Linked DNA regions of Triticum aestivum: region 1 is linked to region 2. Evidence: chromatin contacts called from public Hi-C data. All regions are on one chromosome and are shown on one strand. The core of a region is the stretch at or near the end of the contact, and the rest is flanking DNA. Distances in the headings are between cores, read along the strand shown. Region 1 holds the start of LOC100125748 (probable mixed-linked glucan synthase 6). Region 2 holds the start of LOC123164384 (alpha/beta hydrolase domain-containing protein 17B).

Region 1 (6,441 bases), core at 1,016-3,515, 630 kb after region 2:
ATGTGATCTCGTTATTAAATGACAACTCATGTCTATGGTCAGGAAACCATAACCATCTTTGATCAACGAGCTAGTCTAGTAGAGGCTTACTAGGGACACAGTGTAGTTTATGTATTCACACATGTATTTAAGTTTTCGGTCAATGCAATTCTAGTATGAATAATAAACATTTATCATGAACCGGAAATATGATAATAACCAATTTATTATTGCCTCTAGGGCATATTTCCAATATCGATGAGATAATAACTACCATTTTCGGTGGAAATCGACTTTGATGATCCAACTATAAACGTGCAAAGACGTCGCGCCTTAGCAATCGCTAATCCAACTTCGAAAGGTTAATGACCATATCGGAGCATGATCAACCTGACCACGAGGGTCTATTTCCTGTAGGCAAATAAAGAACAAGCAAGAAACTGAGATTGCAATTGAAGAGGAAAGTCTTGGGCTGGTCATTGGACACAACGAAATACACACCTTGCATGGTGAACTTTAATGTAAACAAAACTCAAGTCTAAAACGATGCCTTAAGGGCTGTATTTCTAGGGAAACAGAGGGAAGCAGCTTAGGAATTATCTTGATGTAGTGGTTCAGTAAAGGGCCTGAAATCTGCTTTGCAGATGGCATAGCTGTGGGCGTCAATAAGGTCATTAGCGTCCTCTCCACGGACGCGCGCACACAAACAAGTGAGTCAGTACGTGTGCCCCGGATGGAGATGCACGCACATTACATTACCGTTGGCGTGAAGCGTTAAAATTGCGTCCGTTTCCCTCCCATCCCCTCTCCTCGTAAATGTTGTGGGACTCGTTGAGTGTAGTAACAGTAGTATAGTTTATCATGAATGCTGGGGGCTAGCGTGCCCGCATATGTGGTTGGATCGTCGATGCAACAGCAACAGCAACCGCCGGTTAATTACTCTTCCGGCCTCTCCATCCTCGATCGTCTTGTTCTTGTGTGTTGGTTTAATTGTCCTCTCAGTGGCGGTATGGTTAGTTCGGGGTCTGGACACGGGGCCGTGTGGCCTGGCGCGCGCGCATCATTGTCCTAACAACTGGCCTAGTTTGCAAATTGGCCGGGCGCGAGCGAGCTGCAGACCTCATGCTTAATTCCTCCCGTTAGTTAGTTCAGGGAGCTCCATCAGGACGGATTATATGCTCCTCCCGCCGTGATTTCTCGTCGGATACGCGCGCGACGTTCCCCGCCGCTCCTATAGGGACGTCGTAACGGGCAGAACGGCAAGCCTCCTTGTGGCAATGAACCGGCCAGGGGACCAACGCATTCCTTCTCTTCTCGTGAAGCATTTCCTCGCCAAAACCAAAACCAAAACCAAAACCAAAGGGGGGAAAGGAAAGAGGCAGTAGTAGAACCGGGCTCTGCATGTCCACCTTTTGCTGTGACCGATATTACTCCGACCACTGTTGCCTTCCGTGGCTCTGCTGCATGCCACTTTTCAACCAACAAGACAAGAATACGTATGAGCGAGTCCTCGCAGTTTGCTACTAGTGCTCCAAAATGTTTCTCCCAACCCAACTTGCACATACACATCAAGAGGCTAAAAATTCCGTTGGGCTGCATGGTCACAGCAGAGCAAAGAGGCTTGTACGGTACTCAAAACAGCTCACTGATGCATGGCGATGCTGCAGGATGGCTACAGGGACTCACGGGTCAGGCTGGCTTCAGCTTGGACTGGGGGAGAGCAGAAAAGGCGCAAGAAAAGAATCTTTCAATCAAGGGCAGCAAAGAAGCCCAAGCTCACAAACCCCACCAAGTTAATTAATAAAAGAGAGAGAAAAAACAGGCACATAACAAACAAACTAATCATCATCGCCACTCATCGCCCTGGTACCTTTATTCTACGCCCAGCTCCTTCTCCTTCTCCTCTCTGATTAGTACTATATTACATTAACATAACAATCAATCGGTGGAAAAGGAAATCGTCCCATCTTGCGGCACCAATCAATTCATTAATTAATCAACAATGAAGTACTTATGCAAGCGAAAAGATAAAATAAAAACCGGAAATGCAAGCTAATTATCACTAGTTTTCTTGCGCAGGGAGGGGAGGGGAGGGCATCACAAATCACATGGCACAGCAGGCAGGGGCAGGAATATGAGTGGAAGCAACCTGGTAGGTAGGTGAGGTGCGGTGCGGTGCGGCGAGATGATATGCATATGCATATGGGCTGGGCTGGGCTGGGCATACACGCGTACACGCAGCAATGTGCTCGCCAGTCCACCACCTACATATAAACACACCCGCACACCGCTCAAACACAATTACAACCCACAGACACCTCCAACCCGTTGGTTGGATAGCTCAGCAAGACAAGCGAGCTGAGCAGAGCAAAGCTTGAAACCCCTACCGACACTTCTTGTGCCTCCCAGCCCATAAATCCCCCACGTACTTTACTCGTCATTTCTCGCACCTCCTCCTCCTCCCCTCTCCCTCCCCTACATTCATTCATTGCTTCCTTTTCTCTCTCCCTGCACATGCTAAAGGCTGCCTCGCCCATTGCCTGAGCGTGGAGAGCTACCTTGCCTGCCTCCCTGCCATTGTTCGGCTTGTTCTCCTTGTCGTAAAGGAGAGTGAGTGCGTGCATTGAGGACGACGGCCATGGCGCCAGCGGTGGCCGGAGGAGGCCGCGTGCGGAGCAACGAGCCGGCTGCTGCCGCTACCGCGCCCGCCAGCGGGAAGCCCTGCGTCTGCGGCTTCCAGGTGTGCGCCTGCACGGGATCGGCCGCGGTGGCGTCTGCCGCCTCCTCGCTCGACATGGACATCGTGGCCATGGGGCAGATAGGCGCCGTCAACGACGAGAGCTGGGTGGGCGTGGAGCTCGGCGAGGACGGCGAGACCGACGAAAGCGGTGCCGCCGTTGACGACCGCCCCGTCTTCCGCACCGAGAAAATCAAGGGTGTCCTCCTCCACCCCTACCGGTACGTGCAACTAAACTCCCTACTATATCTGCGTCACAGTAACAATTACGTATTTCATACTTACTGTATAAGTATTTATTATTACCACTCTTTTGCACAACAAGTCTAAAATGATTAAGCCAACAAGCACAACGCCAAGGTTGACAGTCACGATTATTTGATCTTGACCGGTGGCGCTAGTACTCCTAGGACTAGTAGTAGCATGGTCTGGTCGGTGTTAATCACAGTAATTAATGGAGTAGTTAATTAATGTAAACTTGGATTAAAATTTGACAAGTCCGAGACAGGTGCACGTTAGAGGCGGTTCAATGATGGCTCGAATCCACCCAAAACAGCGCGTCCCGGTGTGGGCTGTCGGCTCGGTGCGGCGGGGCGCTGGTTCTTCCATTTTACTAGTAGTCGTAGTCACTGCTGCATGGGCCCGCTTGAGGGGACGTTAGCCGTTGGGCCTGCCTGGCAGGTGGGCCCCGGTGGCCACCCTGGCGGCTAATAAATCCTTGCCACTTTAGAGTTAATAAAATCTGGGTGTGCAATAGCAATAGGAATCCGAGGTGAAACGAGATGACAGTGGGCATGGCTTGCACGTGAATCCAAGCCACATCATTAAAAGCCTCGTCGCCATCCTCCCTGGGGACGTCGCAGTGAGAAAGTTGGTTAAACTTTTGGGGTTGGGACAAGATATAAAAGCAAGTAACATGTCCTTTTTTGTCACTGGAGAAACGTATGCATGTATGTATGGTATGGTAGTATATGAGATTTTTCGGCATCTAGTCTAGTTATAGATGGAGCCTGTAGTACGTTAGTTTTTGTTCAGCCGTTTTATTGGAGAAAACGAGAAGAAGATTATCATGCCATATCGTGTCATAGAAAGGAGGAGAAGAAAAAGAAGTGGTGCCACCGCATGAATGCCTTTTTTCCCAGAAGAATGCGTGAGTCATGTTGGCACCGAGAAAAGCCATATTAAAGTGGCAGAGTTACAACTCAGAAGAAATGCGCGTGCTAGATAAACACTACTAGCATATGTCAAGTGCACTCGGCACAACATCTTCAAAGTACTGCAAAGATTAACAAGAAAAAGATTACTACTACTCCAAAGTACTACTCCTACTAGTAGTAACGATTAGCAGGAGAAGGTTCCAACGACTTTTTGGCGCCAATAGCATAAATAAATAAGAAGAAGAAAACTTAACGAGAAAAGAGGCCCATTAATGGAGCAAGGAATCCAGCGGCACCACCTCTGGCGGTCGCGTCCATGCCCTCGTACGACGGGTGAGGGAGGGGCCCGGGCCTACTGACAGCCGAGGCATGTCGGTGCTCATACACGGCGCCGTTTGCTGCCAAGTGTGCCAGCTCACACTCATTGACTTGCCAGCACCCGCCTTGGCTGTCAATGCGAACATGATGCCCTTCCCTCTCGCCTTTTGGCATTTGCAAAAAAATTAAAACTAGCTGTCTGATAGGGAAAAGAAATGCAAAGGGAAAAGATGAACATGGCGCATGTTCCCTCCAATAATTGCACCCAATCATCGCACCAACATAGCCAGCACTCGATTAATCCAAACAATTTTTACTAAGAGTGAGTTGATGATGAACTGTAACTGACGGTGAATGTGAATAATGCAATGCAGGGTGCTGATCTTCGTCCGTCTCATCGCCTTCACCCTGTTCGTGATCTGGCGTATTTCCCACAAGAACCCTGACGCCATGTGGCTGTGGGTGACATCCATCTGCGGCGAGTTCTGGTTCGGTTTCTCCTGGCTGCTGGATCAGCTCCCCAAGCTGAACCCCATCAACCGCGTGCCGGACCTGGCCGTGCTGCGGCAGCGCTTCGACCGCCCCGACGGCACCTCCACCCTCCCGGGGCTGGACATCTTCGTCACCACGGCCGACCCCATCAAGGAGCCCATCCTCTCCACTGCCAACTCGGTGCTCTCCATCCTCGCCGCCGACTACCCCGTCGACCGCAACACATGCTACGTTTCTGACGACAGTGGCATGCTGCTCACCTACGAGGCCCTGGCTGAGTCCTCCAAGTTCGCCACCCTCTGGGTGCCCTTCTGCCGCAAGCACGGGATCGAGCCCAGGGGCCCGGAGAGCTACTTTGAGCTCAAGTCCCACCCCTACATGGGGAGAGCCCAGGACGAGTTCGTGAACGACCGTCGCCGCGTCCGCAAGGAGTACGACGAGTTCAAGGCCAGGATCAACAGCCTGGAGCATGACATCAAGCAGCGCAACGACGGGTACAACGCCGCCAACGCCCACCGGGAAGGCGAGCCCCGACCCACCTGGATGGCCGACGGCACCCAGTGGGAGGGCACCTGGGTCGACGCCTCCGAGAACCACCGCAGGGGCGACCACGCCGGCATCGTCCTGGTCAGTACTAGCTATTCTTATCACTACCGTTTACTCCTACTTACTGTTTCTTTCCTACTACATGTCTGCATTGCATGCATGCATGCTGCTGTTCTTGGAATCTTGGTTAGTTAGGCCCTCGTTATTAGTGGCCATCTGATGTGATGCCTGCCTGCACTGCTGTGCCGATCCAAGGGAGATTTTGACAGAATGGACGTGGTGATAGTCGAGAGTGCAACCACCGGCCGGCCAGCCAAGCACACTTGTGGACAGACATGCAAGAAAACATGCATGCTCCTCTTCTCGCGTCGTCCTGTGGCCAGCAACGTGTGGTTCCACTCATTCATGCCGTGACGAGGAATGGTGGTTGGGGTGGTCCTTTCCCCCCGACAGCACTACAGCGTCCACTTTATGACCCATTTAATTCAATTCACCGGCCCTGCTTTCTTAACTGCCTCAATCATTCATCAGTTTACTCTGCCCAACTCTTAACCCTGTATAGTAGTAATAATTAATTACTCCAACCACTAATCACCTTAAGGTAATAGTAACACTCCAGTAAGAATCATTTGACCTTTTACTATGGAGCAGCGAAAATTAACCATGTCATTCATTTAACCTTGTTTTTTTACCACTACTGTATCTACCTATGCTCAAGTTGTGATTGTACTAGTGCAAGAGGAATGGAGTGCTGACAATGGTGTCTGTGCAATGGATGCAGGTGCTGCTGAACCACCCGAGCCACCGCCGGCAGACGGGCCCGCCGGCGAGTGCTGACAACCCACTGGACTTCAGCGGCGTGGATGTGCGTCTCCCCATGCTGGTGTACGTGTCCCGTGAGAAGCGCCCCGGACACGACCACCAGAAGAAGGCCGGCGCCATGAACGCGCTCACCCGCGCCTCCGCGCTGCTCTCCAACTCCCCCTTCATCCTCAACCTCGACTGCGACCACTACATCAACAACTCCCAGGCCCTCCGCGCCGGCATCTGCTTCATGGTGGGACGCGACAGCGACACCGTCGCCTTCGTCCAGTTCCCGCAGCGCTTCGAGGGCGTCGACCCCACCGACCTCTACGCCAACCACAACCGCATCTTCTTCGACGGCACCCTCCGTGCCCTCGACGGCATGCAGGGCCCCATCTACGTCGGCAC
Region 2 (7,090 bases), core at 1,216-3,715:
AGATTGAGACTTAGAGTCATCTGGATCAGTGTCAAAAACTTGCATCGACGTAACCCTTTACGACGAACCTTTTGTCACCTCCATAATCGAGAAACATATCCTTATTCCACTAAGGATAATTTTGACCGCTGTCGAGTGATCTACTCCTAGATCACTATTGTACTCCCTTGCCAAACTCAGTGGTAGGGTATACAATAGATCTGGTACACAGCATGGCATACTTTATAGAACCTATGGCTGAGGCATAGGGAATGACTTTCATTCTCTTTCTATCTTCTGTCGTGGTCGGGCTTTGAGTCTTACTCAATTTCACACCTTGTAACACAGGCAAGAACTCTTTCTTTGACTGTTCCATTTTGAACTATTTCAAAATCTTGTCAAGGTATGTACTCAGTGAAAAAACTTATCAAACGTCTTGATCTATATCTATAGATCTTGATGCTCAATATGTAAGCAGCTTCACTGAGGTCTTTCTTTGAAAAACTCTTATTCAAGTATCCTTTTATGCTATCCAGAAATTATATATCATTTCCAATCAGCAATATGTCATCCACATATAATATCAGAAATGCTACAGAGCTCCCACTCACTTTCTTGTAAATACAAGCTTCACCACAAGTCTGTATAAAACTATGTGCTTTGATCAACTCATCAAAGCGTATATTCCAACTCCGAGATGCTTGCACCAGTCCATAGATGGATCGCTGGAGCTTGCACATTTTGTTAGCACCTTTAGGATCGACAAAACCTTCTGGTTGCATCATATACAACTCTTCTGTTGTTAGTCTCATAGTGGGTAGTGTCATAAGTGTGGTGACACAGATGCCTTCATTTATTACTTTGTAGACTCATTATGCATTGGGAAGCGCAATGTGATGGTAACATATTATGTTACTCTATTTGCCTCTCTCCTCATTAACTACTTGCCACAACATAATTTTTGCTTATGTGACATCCATGTTACTATCTATGTTACTCCCACTATGACCAGCCTTAATCTACAACACTCCTCTCTCCACTCTTCTCTTCGCGGTCCTCCAACTCAACAATAATATATTATTTAAATTTTTATAGTCCGTTTATATCACCTTGTTATATTTGCTTTCGGTGGAGAGATGCAGGAGGCCAGTGTTCGGGGCTTTGGCGTACATCATGGGGACAAGGGGATGCCCTGACTCGCGTGATCCGGGGGACCCTTTCCTTGTATCGCTGATGGCGGCATTTTTTCTCTACTAGGACAATGCCCGTGTGTTGCAACGTGAATAAGTATTTTAGTACGTTAGCTTGTGATTTACCTTCGCATATTAATGCAATTGTGTAAATAAATGTTTATCAAATCTTGCGTGTGATTTACCTTATATTTTGATGAAAATTTTGATAAGTAAATTAAAGTGAAATTGGTTCGAAAGATAAGTAAATGCGATGATTGATTATCATAGGGGGAAGGTTGAATGAAGGTTGGGGGGAATAAAAGAGAAACATGTTTTTGAAAATGGAGGCGTGCCCCCGGCCTCTGCATCATAATGATGCATGCAACCATCTTATTAAAAAGTCTCGAAGTATCACAAAGTCATAAAGGTATTACAGCTCGCAAGCGGAGCAAAGAAAAGAAAATAAAAGTACATGCTCAGAAACATGGAACCTTAAATCCTTTTAAGTAGTACTCCCTCCATTTCCTTATATAAGGCCACAAACTCATATTACAGGTATCAAGATAAAATTTAATGACTTCTTTGCAAGTCAACTTTTATTTTCGTTAACCGGGATCATTAATACACCACAAGCATGCAACGAATGAATGGAAAAGAAGTGCCTGAGTGTTATTATAACTACATGCATATAAGTATTAAAAAGTTGTTAGTACGAGAAAACATTATTAATTTTTGCCTCGATTACTGTTGGTGGCCTTATATTGATGTAAAATGTATTTTTGATAGTGGCCTTGTATAAGGGAATAGAGGGAGATGGAGTAGTAGAGATAGAAATATACTTCAAGTGTCTCAATTTTATATTAACTTTAGCATAAAATTATTCAAAGTTGTGAGATATTTATTCTGAGACAGAGAGATGAAAACTCGCACGCGGGCCTATGTGCAAAACACATATGGATTTAGCAAAGCGGCATTTTCACCACCTGAAAGGAAAGAAAGTACTATGATCTAAAAGGAAAAAAAATTCTAATTTTGAGCCTTGAAACTCGGGCAGCGTGATCCTTCCGGGGCGCCGTTTTTTTGCGTCCAGTCCATCCGTGCGTGCGTGCGGCGTGACAAAATCGCATCCCCGCTGCGAGAACATGTGAAGAAAGGAAGAACATCTTTTGCAAAGGTGTGGGGATCGCCTGCGCTTTCCGCTGCCCTGTTCCAGTTTCATTTCATCACCTCGCCTGCCCTGCCCTGCCTGGTCCTCACCCCTACACCTGCTACACGCGCACGCTCTCGCTCTCTTTCTCACGCACGCACGCACGCACGCACACACCGCACATCAGTCCACCACCCTCCCTCCCTCCCCCCCTCTGTCTCTGTGCAGCATGAGTAATAAATGGCAGTGGCAGCGTGGCTGAGGCCTGAGGCGGAGCTCTCCCTTCCCTACTGCTACTGGTCCACACCCTCCCCGCCCCTTGCTCTTCTTCTTCTTCCTCATTCTCCCCTTCCTCCCTCTTTGCTGCTCGCATTCGCCATTTCCCACCCACCCACAATGCACTAAACCCTCGTAAAACCTCCCACCCCATCCCACCAAACGACGGACTTCTGGTTCATACGACTTCGGGGGATTCCCCTGGGGAGCAGGGACTGAGCCAATTTCTTCTTGATTTTTTTTGTCGATTTGGCTTCTACTCTCACTGAACAAGTCCCTTGGGATGAAGATCCACACCCACCCCTAGTTCCTCTTAGTTTTTTCACCGAGAAATCCCCAAGCTGGGGATTTTGTTTTTTTATCCTTTCCGTTCGCCCCCAAGTTTGGGAAATTTTTCGATCCATTTGATCGTTTGGTGGTGAAAGTGAAACAGGAGGAGGGGAGAGGCTCCCTCTATGAGCAGCAGCACCGCCGCCGCCGCCTGTCGATGACTGAGCGCTGCCACCGATGCTTTCGGGGTGCTCGGTGTCCAGTCTCGCGGCGAGGTTCGCCTTCTTCCCGCCGGACCCGCCCACCTACGCCCTCCGCAAGGACGAGGCCACCGGCCGCCTCGTCGCCTCCGGCGTCCCGCGGGACAACGCCTTGGATGTGCTGCTCCTCGACACCACCAGGGGGACCAAGGTCGTCGCCTTCTACCTCAGGAACCCCTGCGCGCGCCTCACCCTGCTCTACTCGCACGGCAACGCCGCCGACCTCGCCCAGCTCTACGATCTCTTTGTGCAGCTCAAGGTCAATCTCAAGGTCAATCTGATGGGGTTAGTGGTACATTGTGCTGTGCTTTCGCTTTCGATTTCTCTTCTCTAGGAGGGAGGACACCTCATTCTACCCCTACACTGCTTTTTTCTGCTTCTCTTCTACTAGTAGGAATTATTATCTGACATGTTTTTTCAGTCCTGCATTTCCTATCACAAATGCTTGTACGTACGACATCAAGTAGATTTGGTTATTGGGGCAGATGATTTGCGGGAACACGGGACGGGATATCTGCAACCTAACTAGTACAGTATATATTTATTATTTATTATTAAAAGGGAGGAAAGCAGTGCCTGACGATTCTCTAAATAGTACACATATAATAATAATCAGTCCGATTAGCTGATCTTGAATCCTCAGTTACAACCATGCAGTATTTTTTTTCGCCAGTTTTTTTTCCTGCTGTTGCAATTTCAATGTGGTCTGGAGGTACACAAGATTTGCTGTGCAGAAAAGCCTGACGTGATTTACTTTTTAATTTTATAACTGCAGATATGACTACTCGGGGTACGGAGCATCTACTGGCAAGGTAATAAGTAGTTACTCTTTACAGTAAGGTTTAATTTTAATTTTACCGTCGACTCTACTGCGGGTTCATTATTTGGTGAATACTACTACTGAATATAGGTTGCTTATGTCATGGGGTAAATTTTAGTTTCCTTACTTGACTAATGTAGGCATGGAATGATAGCACTACTACCAACAACCTGAATTAATTAAGATACCTCGAGAAATGTGGTTCAGTTTCAGTTTCCAAGAACAAGCTGCATTTGTCTACAACTCAACTGAAGAAGGTTTGGCCCATGCCCCCGACTGGTGCCTTCCAGTCATATCATAGCCATTAGGCTGGTCATAGTGGGGAGTATCATACACTAGTATCAAGCATATGATACTATACACTAGTATCATGCATATGATACTAGTGTATGATACTACATCTATAGTGCATAGTATCATAGGTTAGTATCATATATGGTTTCATTTATTGCCATGCAAGACATATAATGGCATAACATTAATTATGATACGGTATCTACTTATGTTACTATAACGCTCTCTCTCTTCTTTAATTGTTTGCCACATAAGCATGTTTGCGAGTCCCAAGTGTATGATACCGCTTATGTTACCCCCACTATGGCCAGTCTTATAAACCTTTTATATATCATGGCCATTATAAATCTTTTATATGTCTGCAACTTTTGTTCTCAGCCACTGCCATTGTAAAATTCAGGCTAAACAGTAATTTGGGCATGCCTTTTGGACCACCTACAGTGGGAGTAATATAGGTGGTAACTTCACACATCTCTAGGCAAAACAATGATGTGGCGAGTAATTAATGAGGAAATAAGGGAATGTGGTAACATAGCTAGTTATTACTGTAACATCACATATACCAAGACAAGATGAGTCTACAACCTAATAAATGAAGTATTGCATGACACCACACATATGTTACTCCACACTATAGAGGTAGTAACATAGACTAGTAACATATGCATGTTACTAGTCTAAGGCTGGTCATAGTGGGGAGTAACTTATACTAGTGTCATGCATATGACACTAGTCTAAGTTACTACCTTCATTAATTAGCTTGTAGACTCATCTTATCTTGGAAAGCGCTATGTTACAGTAACATATTATGTTACCACTTCTCATTAACTACATGCCACATAAGCAAAAATTTCTCGGAGTGCGCTATGTTACTTGCTAAGTTACTCCCACTATGACTAGCCTAAGTTACTGCCCATTGTGACTATAGTCTTATACATTTATCCTAAAGGACAGATATAAATGTCTGTATCAACTATCTATGCATTTTCTCAAGTTCATTTATTGCGGCTTTATCCATTGAAATGGAGAACATGTTATGTTGATTGTTTCTGCTGTCTATTTTGGGGGCCCTGCATTCAAATGAAGTGAGAATTTTCCTTTTTTTTTTGTTCCATACTATCCAACATGGACCAGGTTCCACTATCATCAAGATAAAGGAACAAACAAAATGCTATGGGTGGTGGTATTTGAAATTTATGTTTTGCCCTACTGGGAGTTAGATATTAATGTCTCTGTATCCTGTATTTGCTTATTTGAACTAAATCATATGGCACTTTCACTTTGAATTACTGTCACCTAATTGGCATTTCCACTGAGCATGCGCATGTCCATGTTTCTTCCTCAAGGAATGCATTTTTGTGAAAGGATTTTTATGCTTGTCTTTTCAAGTGCAGCCAAGTGAAGAGAATACATATGCAGATATTGAAGCAGTTTACCAGTGCTTAGAAACTGAGTACGGAATCAGCCAGGAAGAGCTTATCCTGTATGGACAATCTGTTGGCAGTGGGCCCACATTGCATTTAGCATCTCGTTTACCAAGATTGCGCGGTGTGGTTCTTCACAGTGCTATACTGTCAGGCCTCCGTGTTGTTTGCCATGTGAACTTTACATTTTGCTTCGACATTTACAAAGTAAGCATCTCAAAATTGATTATTCCATTTCGGTCTCTACCTTTTGTGCCTTCAGAGTAGGTTTACTAACGTCCAGCTAAATTGTTCTTGCAGAATGTCAAAAAAATAAAGAAGGTGAAATGCCCAGTGCTTGTTATTCATGTAAGTCTCTTTACTAACAAAACTATCAAAGTGCCCGTGCTTTTTAACGGATCTAGAATAAAATCATCTTGTGCCCACAGGGAAACATTATAATGTGTTACACTTTTTTTTTCATTGAAAATATGTTTTGTTTCACTTCAGATTTAGTTCCCTTGTTCCGCTACACATTAATAATTCTCTCAAAAGAGTAGTATAAAACTAATCCAATCAGGAAAGAAAAAAAATTGAATGCTTACTTTCGAATCTCCTTTGTCTGCATCATGGTTATCCAGAAGAACCAAATATCATGTATATCATGCATAAAGTAAATGCTTTTACGACGAAATTATTTCATGTTAAAATTTGCTAAATTGCATAGGAAGCTCATCAAATAAACAATCCTTCTAAATCATGATAAAAATTAGGCTCACAAGGAAATTCCCAGCTCCCATTTTTAGGATGAGACCCGAATATAAGGATCTTTACATGTAGCCACAGGCTAAAACAGTTTTGCAAGTAGCCAAACAACACTAAAAAGTATACTTATCTTATAGACACATCTACTGGAAAGTACACACATGCCTCTCCTGTGGCGACATCAAGTCAGACCCATTCTTGTCTTTGCCTATCAGTGTTGTTTTCTTAGCTCATCTTAATTTTCTGCTAGTATATAAGTGGTGAGGAGCTATACATTGTCACTGGCATTTGGCCATGCTGTTTAGTACTCTGATCTCAGTAACAGTCACCTAGAATACACCATGACCCTATTGAATTCATGCACCAGCCAACTCTTCCAAAAGTCCAAACTGATGGAGGGAGGCGGGCAATATATTTCAACCCCCCCCCCCCCTCCCATGTCTAGGCTATTTTAGTCCTTAGATGTGGGATCGATGTAGGCCGCAGAATCGTTTTATTTAATACTGCGTTGGCAGGGTCTTGAACTCAAGGCCTCTTGGCTCGGATCCCATATTGAATTCATGCACCAGCCAACTCATCCAAAAGTCCGAACTGATGGAGGGAGGCGGGCAATATATTTCAACAGACCCATCTGGTTCAACTTCAAATGCTTACGCAGAGTCAATTCACAAGAAGCAGACTATTTCGTTTGGGTATCACACCAA

Evidence for each region. Hi-C and Micro-C count contacts between places; a contact is called where the count stands out from the background.
Region 1: a Hi-C map of leaf shows a contact between it and region 2, with 2.8 times the contacts expected there. The contact joins the promoter of LOC100125748 here to the promoter of LOC123164384 in region 2. A contact is called at or near these places in 2 of 5 Hi-C or Micro-C datasets (both in leaf).

What each region holds. Positions count from the first base shown.
Region 1 is chr7D:368,419,571-368,426,011 of IWGSC CS RefSeq v2.1, forward strand. LOC100125748 (probable mixed-linked glucan synthase 6) reads left to right here and starts at 2,266. Exons shown (of 3, transcript XM_044586105.1): 1 at 2,266-2,937; 2 at 4,566-5,310; 3 at 6,011-6,441. The coding sequence starts at 2,618.
Region 2 is chr7D:367,790,045-367,797,134 of IWGSC CS RefSeq v2.1, forward strand. It overlaps LOC123164384 (alpha/beta hydrolase domain-containing protein 17B), which reads left to right and starts at 2,466. Exons shown (of 5, transcript XM_044581826.1): 1 at 2,466-3,389; 2 at 3,880-3,916; 3 at 5,613-5,849; 4 at 5,943-5,990. The coding sequence starts at 3,082.